Linked DNA regions of Gossypium hirsutum: region 2 is linked to region 1. Evidence: chromatin contacts called from public Hi-C data. All regions are on one chromosome and are shown on one strand. Each heading gives the region's core, a stretch centred on a gene start, on an enhancer-like site or on the middle of the called end of the contact. The rest is flanking DNA. Distances are from core to core; before and after follow the strand shown. Region 1 has its middle 9.1 kb from the start of LOC121217618. Region 2 has its middle 8.4 kb from the start of LOC107955336.

Region 1 (5,015 bases), core at 725-3,224:
TATATAAATATTATAAATTCTTGCTTAAAAAGTATTCAAATTATAGAAATACCACTGAGTTTATACTCGGCGTACGGTGTGTTTTTCGTGCACATGTTAGGTATTTAAAGTTGCTCATCGAATTAGCATCCACACCGATAATGGCATGTACCTAGGATGTTTTATGTTGGTTATTTTGAAAAATGTTTGTAAATGATATTATAAGATGTTATTGGTTGGTTATATACAAATTTATATGTTATGTTGAGTTAAATATGTGGTATATTTAAGTTGATACCTAAATGGCTATGAAATAGGCAAAAACAATTAGGGTTGAAATGGTATGAAAATTTGAGTTAGCTTGAATTATGTTTTAATGGTTTGTTTGGACAATATATATGAAGTACCTATGAGTATAAATTGGATAGGTCATTAGGTTAATGTTTTTGACATGTTTTAAAGATGTTTGATCGTGTTTTAAAGTGATTGAATGATTGGTTTTTGAGTTACTTGTTGTTTAAGTTGCAGGGTTGGTATACTTGATGTTTAAGGTTCATTTTGAGTCCACATGGTCAGACACACGGCTAGCACATGGGCATGTGCTCCAGCCGTGTGAAATTTACACCTAATTTTTGAAAAATAAATTGACCACACGGCCTAGCACACGGACGTGTAGGTTAGCCATGTAATGTAGGTTAGAGAGTTACACGGGGTAGGACACAGCCTGAAATATGGGCATGTCATAGGGTCACACGGGCGTGTGAGCCTTGCACCTAGGAAAAATTTTGAGGTTTTACGAAAAAATTTTAGAGAACCCGAATAAGTCTCGATTTGTTTCTAATACATATTTAGGGCATTGAGGACCCAAATAAGGGACAACATGATTAATTTATAAGGTGTATTATTTGAAATTTTTTTATGTTCGTATTTGGTCTGAAATGTCTAGTAATGCTCCGTAAACCTATTCTGACAACGGATAAAGGTTAGGGGGTGTTACACCCTACACTTTCCACTTTATTTAATTTAGCCATTCTTTTGATTTTTTAACTCCTCGTTTCAATACATCTCCATATCACATTCATAAAAAATATTTCTTCAAACTTCTCCCCTTTTCAAAAATGGTAAATTTGCACTTTTAGTCCTTCAATTTTCAAAATTTTGCAATTTAATTCTTACTAAATTTCATCATTCATACTTTCTCTCCAAATACTTAATTCACCTTTAAAATATTTATCCTTTCTCAAAGACTAAATTTTTTTGGTACAATTTTTTATTATATATAATTTTTAGCCTAATTTCCTTAATTGTCATTTTCAATTTTCACCTCACTTCTGCAACTGCATTTGAATCCAAACACTTATTCATTGATGATTTAATCTCATCTCTATAGTACTCAATCTCATTGCCTTAGGTATTTTTAATCTCACCAAGCTAATCGCACCGCCCATCCAAAAGGAGCCTTTGTCTTTATACTATGCGTAAGTTACAGACTTAGTCCATGTACTTTAATTTGGTCAACGTTAATTTTTTTTACTTTTCAAATTTTACAATTTAAGCCTTGATCAAATGGTAGCTTTTAAATTCATTAAATTTTAGCTTTCAATTTCCACATATTACTTACAAAAAAAAATTAAAAATAGACTTAATGGCTATCATTTACATCAAGACTAAAATTTCAAATTTTGAAAAGGATAGAGACTAAGAATGCTAAAATTGAAGAACATGGACTAAATCTATACAACTTTACGCATAGTACATGACTAATAGAATTTAACCAAACATATTTAATTGTTATTGTTTGTATCAAGGATGAAATTTTAAAATTCGAAAAATATAGAGATTAAAATTGACTAAATTATAGTACATGAAGTGAATCCACAACTTGCATATAGTACAAGGACTAATAATAAAATTTGAACTAATAAATTACATGGTTTGCATTGGTTTGGGTTTAACATTTTCCCTTTTTGCCCATGGCTTTAACCTTTTCTACATTTTAGCTTAGGTCCATCAGAGATGGATCTATATGGGGGCCTTAGCCCAGACTCTTTCAACTTCTGTTTAAGCTTAGTCCAAATTTTAATTCTTGAGCCCTACATTTGTCCCAAAATTTTTTTGATCCTCTAAAATATAATGAGCTTTTTGTTTTTTCTAGGTTAAATGTATTCATGAAAAATATCTCATTTTGAGTAGAACCCATTATCCTATTATTAGATGCCTAGATCTAATCCCACGTAACATTGAACTGTTTTAGGTTGCATTATTTAAAAAAAAAAGAGAGAAAAAGAATTATAGTCCGGTTCCATGGTGCAATGTACTTGTTAATATCTCTCTATATAATAACATAAATAATATACTTGCAAATAATTAAATAAAAGTTCACAAACAATGCGAGCACACATCTCAATATAAACACAGAGTAAATGCATGTATTGTACTCGACAAAATGGATCGAAAATCTTATGTCTGTTTATCCAACCTTACATTGAACCTACAACCTATTAGATTTAATCTCTTAATTTAGGAATGGAGTGGATCTCCTCACTTTGCATATATTTCCTGTATCCCTGCAATTTTTATATTATAATACTATAGATTTGATGTCCTCCTAGTGCACGTAGGGCACAGTTAGGGAGTTTTAGCTTTATTGGTTAAGTGGAATAATAACAATTTTATTCAATATCAAATTCTTAAAATTTTATTTTCGCCCTCCAATATCAAATTTTATTTTACTATAAGTGCATGAATCTCATATATCATTAATGAATTATAATCCGTAATTTAATTAATTATGAAAATTTATATTTTTAATTATGTTTAAATGAATTTAATATATTTATTTGTCTTGCGATATTTTTTTATTTTATTCATTAATAATGTGATAAATTATGGTTCATTGATGGTGCATAAAACTCATGCATTGACAATTCATTATATATATTGCAACTCTCTTCGCAACTAGATGCAATGCAACTTGCCTATCGGCATGTTTTAATAATTAGATTGCTTTAACTATTTTTGTGCATCTTTTTAAGGAATTGGCAATTTTTGTGGTATTAAATTGGTAAATATATTTGGTCAAGCAATGATATTTTGAAGAGTTCTAGTATGATTCATTTACTTTGTTTATACATATTTAAGATTAGAAGAAATTTAATTGATGAAGGTCTCTTTTTATCACATACCATATTAAAGAGTTTTAATTGGGAAGAAACTTCAAAGATTATTTATGTTTGTACTAGTTCATTTACGAATGACTACAATGCCTATTTAAATATTAGTATTTCAACTTTGATAAGAGATTAAGAGAGTACATTCCAATTTGTGTAGGGAGCTTTTATTAGTGCAAATTACTTGTGTATATACTACTTGAAGAGTATTGGCTAAGCTTTTGATGGAAAAAGTCTTTCCTTAAATTTTAATGAAAAGAGTAATCTTATGTGAATATATGAAAGTGGAGTTGTATTAGCGAAAGAATGATCTTAGTATAAAAGTGAAATTACAACTTAATTTGAATTTAAATAACGACTTATACAATTAATTAACTGTAAATTATTCTCTAAGATTATCAAAAGATTTAAAACTACAAATTTCTGTTTTTTATTCTTTTAATAATTACGTAAGTTGTAATTTAACTTGCATTAACACAAATATTTGATAACTAGAAGTGGACTTATGGACAGTCGGTCGTCAAACAAATTAGAGTCAAATGCGTTCATGGATGCACGTATGCTTTTAATTGGTCTATGGCTGTCGTCCACCGACGTTTTTGCCCACAGCATAATTGCCTGAAAAAATAAAGGAAAACGTGGGGCGTATTGGATTTTTGCATAAAATAAATAGAAACAAAGAACACGATTCTAGAGGTTAAAACTGGGGTCGTCTATATATTTTTTATATTTTCTCACACCATTTGCACTATTTTTTTCAATAAAATCTTCCAATCTGTAAAGTACAATGGAGGCCGACCATATTGTTGGGACATGTAGAGTACCATATATATATATATGCGAAGTTGGGGCTTTACCTAAAATTAGTAATGCGGTTAGAGGACAAGTTGAATTACTACAATGATTGCATCCAAAAAAAATTACTATCATTTCATCCGATGATTCTTCGATACATTTTAAATCTAAATTAAAGTCTAGTAATAAATGATTGATTATGCTCAAAATTAATGATGGTTGTTTCTCTTCTCAGTTTAAGATTAGATTAGATTGACTATATTGATTGTTAAATATTTTGATTTAAATAAAAATTAAATATGAGTGTAGTTATTTTCTTTTATCAATTATTTTTATTTTTGATCTTCATTTTTCCATTTGAGGGGTTTACATCATTTTCATGCTTAAACAAACCAAAAAAAAACAAATGAGTCATAAAGTAAATTCCGTCACTATATCAGGTTAATCCTAAACCCTAATACCAAATAGAAAAGTCAAATTCTGTGATTTTTCTTTTTAATCACGCGAATATGATCAAGAATAGGTAAGAAATAAACATATTTTTCCAAAACCTACAACTAATCAATGACTTTAAAAAAGTTTTGTAGTCTTTTTACCCAATTTCTATACAAATTTTGTATATATATATATTTACAATATAGGAAGTTGAAACTCAATGCTTAACCAGATCGTCGACTTCAGCTTCTTTACCCTTTATCTTGCGCCAAACCAACTAGAACCACTTGGGGCGGGTTATCAAAAACATGAATTAAATCGCGCAACATCGAACCCATTTAATCATCGAATCAGCAACCATATTCCTCATTCTTGGAACTTGTCTTATTTCTACCTTTCAATTTCGAATTTCCAAGCTCAATTTCGATAACCCCACCTCTACAGCCCAAGTTTTAAATCAGCAACAACCGTTTTTATTTTGCAATCACACTCAATCAGCAACAACCGCACCCTTTTATTCCCAACTGTTTTTAGACCATCAGCAATCGCTTGAAGCTCAACATCTAAGACTGAACTCACACCTATATTTCGCCCATAAACAACTACCCACTCTCCTTCTGATCCTCTCACTAAATC
Region 2 (5,015 bases), core at 1,838-4,337, 120 kb after region 1:
ATCATCTCTTCTATATATATCTATATATATTTTTTATAATGTGAAATATCCAAATTATTATATTTAACTTTTATCCAAAATTATATAAAATAAAATATTATATTTATAAGGTTAAATTTAAGACATAAATTATTTTAAAAACACAAGATTTAATTTTACCAAACAACATAATTATGGTTAATATTTAATTTTATTAATAGATCAAACAAGTTTTTAATATAAAATCAGTACTTATAAAATTTAGTACTAAAAATTCAACACATAATTTTTCAATTTATCAAACAATACCTAACACTAACACCACATTTGATTGGCATGAATGGTTATTCAATTCATACCTTATTTAGCGCAACAGTCTTATTCCATTGTTTGGTTTAATTGAATGAGTGAAATGGCCGGGTAGTATTACGGCCTCATTCCAGTATCTCACGAAATACCCATTTCGTGCTACAACCAAAGAATAGCCATTCCAGCCTTTCATTGAATAGACACCAAATTTTTTCCCAAAAATACCCCAAACCAAAAACATCATATTAACCACAATTTCAGTTTATGACTTATAGCTATGGAAGAAAAATCAAGAAGAAACAAAAATTGAAACCTAATAGGTACGATTCAATGCTTTCCCAACTTCGATTTCATTCAACAATGTTGTTTTCACAATATCAACACAATGTCTCCTCCACTTTGACATGTTTCAAACCCAGTAATGAAATTTAGAAAACAAAACAACCTAAATTAGGAGAAAAAAATTGTGATAAATGGTGGGAGATTAACATAGGGTAGATTTGTATGTATGAATCTATAGGTTTTTGTAGGTTTTTAGGACAAACTAAACAAAAAGTTGAAAGAGTTTGTGGAGATAAAGCTTTGGAAAGGAAGATACTTGAGAAAAAGAGAGGATCAGAGAAAAGAGAGAGGAAAGAACTAGATAGAACTCTAGAGAAAAGAAAGAGATAAAGTTGATTGACGATGTCTAGGGGCTCCAGATTAAAGAAGCAAGACGGGGCAATTAAGATCCCTAGAAAGTTCTAATGGTTTTATTTATTTTTCTTTATTAATTTATATTTTGTTTGGCTGTATTTTTTCCCCACTTTATATTAAATGAATCCAATCGTTTATATTCAAAAGAAAAACATATAATAAAATAATTTTAAATATGATTTTTAGATTTATTTTTAAATTTAGAAAATTAAATTTATTGTTAAATAATGTTTTTATTATTAAATATAAAATTTTAAATTATTTATTTTCAGATATTATTTTTTGACATAATATTTATGAAGCTATTAAGAAATAAACCATATTTTTTAAAATAATGTATTAATTATACTATTAGATATATTTATAATATACATTACTAAATTATTAGCATTTAATTATAATATTAAAAATTTCTAGATATATTATTTTTATGAATTATATTAATTAAATTAAATTTATATGAACATTTAACAATAATTGAATAATAAAAATATTATTAGTAAATTGTATTTAATAATAATTATATTAAAATATGATTAAATTATTGATTTTTATTTTTATTAAATTATATTTAATAATAATCCTATTAAAATTTAATAACAATAACAATAATCATCTACTTAAAAAAATTCTACTAAAGGTACTCTAGTCATTTAAACTTTTTTTCCTTATTCTATTACAACATCTATTTCATTCAACCAAACACAAAAAAATATTACAATTTTATTCCATTCAATTTAACCAAACAATTAAATTATTAATTACAGTTCTATTTTATTACTTATCTATTCTATTCCTCCAATCAAACTTGTTGTAAATCTTTTCATCATTTCTCTAATTATATAAACATGTCTAGGGATGAGAGTGAAGTTGAGGACCCATCTTCAATACTTGAAAGTGCAAATTTTATTTATGAAAACAATTCAACCGGCATTTGTGTGTCTCAAATTTTTAATTTATTAAAATTTACAATATGAAAATTTAAATTTGTGTGATTTAAGTGTGAAATAAATAATATAACTAAAAATATCCTTTCATTTATTAAATAACCCATTATAATTTTTTTTAAAAAAAATTGCTTCATTTATATCTAATGTTATTTTATATTCTTAGTGAGGGGACAATTTGAGATTAATCCACTATGGTAAAAATAGTATAGTTAACTTCAACAGAGAGTTTCATCAAATTAATAAGAGTATATAAAACTCCATCCATTTATAAAATTGGATTAAAAGTTAGTATATCTATTAGGTTATTTTTCAAAAACAATTAATACATAAAATATTGTATTTTTTATTTATTTATGATTTATCATTTAGCTAGATGAGGTTGAAGTATTCTTATATTATAGACACATGATTAAATTAATTTTTTTATTATTAAAATGTAATAGAAATATATATATATTGATAATTGTGAGAGAGAAATAAAGTTTTTTTAGATTAACCCAAACTCCCATGTTTACAACATATTATTCTTGCCATTGGACCTAAAGATTGTTGGTAACAAAGTTAACATTTACCATATGAAAAATTGTATTGAAAATAATTATTTTTTCAACTGCAATTCAATTCCAAACAAAAGATTTCATTTATAGAACTATATTATATAATCTTTACAAGTATTAACTCTGTTAAACAATAAATGGTATTTTTAAAACAGTAAAGGTTAACTTTATTATAATTTGACCTTATTTGATTCTTTTTTAATAATGCAAAAATTAAATTGACCCATTAAATAATAGAGAAACTAATTTGATCATATATTTACGATAGATGTATTTGCCAATGATTAAATGGCTACACTTAACTAAGTACAGTGAGGTGATTTTGTATATATATGAGGCGATGAATATGCATGAAAAGACGGTAGAGAAAAAAAAATTGTTATTAGTGCCTGTGAGTACATGGCATTGTTGATAAACAAGGAGGTTTTAGAGTTGGAATCACATCTTTTGTAATTGTGGTGTGTAGGTGAAGATTTTTTGATCGAATTAGTTGGATCTTTTACGGTACTTTATCTATGATGTATAGTATTGGTTTGTAATTGTATCCTATTGTATTAGTGAAATGTGTCTACATTTTTGTTGATATAACCCAAGGACATTTGACTTTGGGCTTTTTTGAAGTAGACCTAATGTTGTTGCTGAAATGGTTGCATAGCTTTGGGCATGGGCTTCGAGTTGATCACAAATGGGTCCAATGTCCCTAAAAAGTGGTTTGCCAACTTTTTTATTGAACAAAATAATCAATCATTAATCAATAGGAATCAAAGGTGGGGTTGTAGTATTAGATTCAATCTGTCACTAACTATACGACTTTATCATTAATTATAATAATTATTTATGTATCTAATTTAGTGAAAGAAATTTAATATAAAGCTTAAATGTTCAAATCTTACAATTAAAAAAGCAAATAAATTTAAAATTCTGTGTACTACCCAGTTTAAATATCCATTTAATTGTGTAATATTTGAAAATTTAATTTTATATTACATGGGGAGTAAATAATGTATTGATTCTGATTATAATTATGATAGGAAGTATTTTGATTTTTAGTATGTTTGTGTTTTATATTTATTTGAATATATTTTGTAGTTACTCAAACACATATTTATTTTGGTATAATCATAAAAGTGTTCTCATTCAGTATTAAATTCAAGTAAAGTTCTTTCAATAATGTCGATTTCAAGATTCCTAACTTAGTTATTCGAGCATATATTTATTTTGGTATAATTACAAAAATATCCTCATTCATTTGAGTATTTAAGTAATGTCAATTTTAAAATTTGAAATTTAAAAGAACATATTTATTAGGATTATATTATACTCGTACTTTAAAGCATTACTTTCAACAACTTTTGCAATCTTTTCTTTCTAGAAAAAAACCCCTCCACATACTAAATTAAATTACACTTTTCACTCTAATACACTTAATTATTTATACATTTTAACCTAACTGAAGGTGTCCAAATTTACTGTGGAAAGTCAGGCTTAAATAAAAATTTGGTCTTGTAATTATAACATTTTTTTCGTTGAAAAACTTAAAATCTTTTAGGATCAAAACTGATACCCAAATTATGATTGCATTATAGTAATCACCTCAAACATTTGATTTGTTAAGAAAAATTCCCTTACTCAATAATATTATGCCACCTGAACTGTTTTTTAAATTTAAAAAAAGGTTAATTTTTTTTTTTAAATTTTCATTTGTTCTTTAGCCCATGGTTGTCAGAACTAGATTAAATTAATCGATTGAACAATAAGTAGATGGCCTAATCAATTCAACCGATACCATAAAAATCGAAGGAGAATAAAACTAGTGTAAAATCAGTTGAACCAATTAAAAAACCATTTGAACTTAATTTAGTTTATAAAATTATTGTTTATGCTTATATTAAAGATGCTTTCTGTTTCTTCTCTTTCTTTCTTTTTTCCTTTTTCCTTTTTATTTTGTAATGGTTGAACTAAGAACTAATAGTTTGCTCAGTTCGATCATCGGTCTTGTTCTTACAACATTGTTCACCTCAAGAATTTTAATGACAAAATTCAAGAACTCTGTAAAAAAAAAAAACTCATCTAAATTCAATTTCTAACAATGAAATCTAAATTTTGGTGGCTCCTTTCTCGTTTTTAAACTTCGATTTATATTATTTTCTCATCCCGATTCAAAACCCACGTATTATTTTCCCTAAAAACAATTTTTTGCACTCTTTTTCTTTGATTTGTAAAATCAAAACCTCAACTTCTCAAAAAGAAGTAAATGCAAATATTTGTTGGATTCATTGGGAATTTGTTCAAATACAACACTTTCTATTTCCAATCTAATGAGAAAATCTCATACACAAAATGTAACAGCCAAATTTTTCAGTGGTGTCGGAAACAGTGATTCGAGATCACTAAATCCGACGAGTAAGTTTAGAAATTTTAACAAATAATAATTATAGGCCAAGCGCGAACTTAAAAGAATTATTTTTAATTAGTGAATTTTGCGATTTTAAAAGAATTAATCAGGTAAATTTGGTTGAAAGCG

What was found. A called contact is a pair of places that touch in the nucleus more often than the background predicts.
Region 2: a Hi-C map of leaf shows a contact between it and region 1, with 2.6 times the contacts expected there. The contact joins two enhancer-like sites. A contact is called at or near these places in 3 of 34 Hi-C or Micro-C datasets (all in leaf).

Annotation. Positions count from the first base shown.
Region 1 is chrA02:99,784,652-99,789,666 of Gossypium_hirsutum_v2.1, forward strand. No RefSeq gene overlaps it. Among protein-coding and RNA genes, the nearest start is that of LOC121217618, 9.1 kb to the left of the region's middle. Within about 2 kb of position 1,975, at least 1 of the 9 cell types and tissues checked has an H3K27ac peak or open chromatin away from gene starts, as enhancers often do. A contact at or near this core is called in leaf, where this site is marked.
Region 2 is chrA02:99,903,989-99,909,003 of Gossypium_hirsutum_v2.1, forward strand. No RefSeq gene overlaps it. Among protein-coding and RNA genes, the nearest start is that of LOC107955336, 8.4 kb to the left of the region's middle. Within about 2 kb of position 3,088, at least 2 of the 9 cell types and tissues checked have an H3K27ac peak or open chromatin away from gene starts, as enhancers often do. A contact at or near this core is called in leaf, where this site is marked.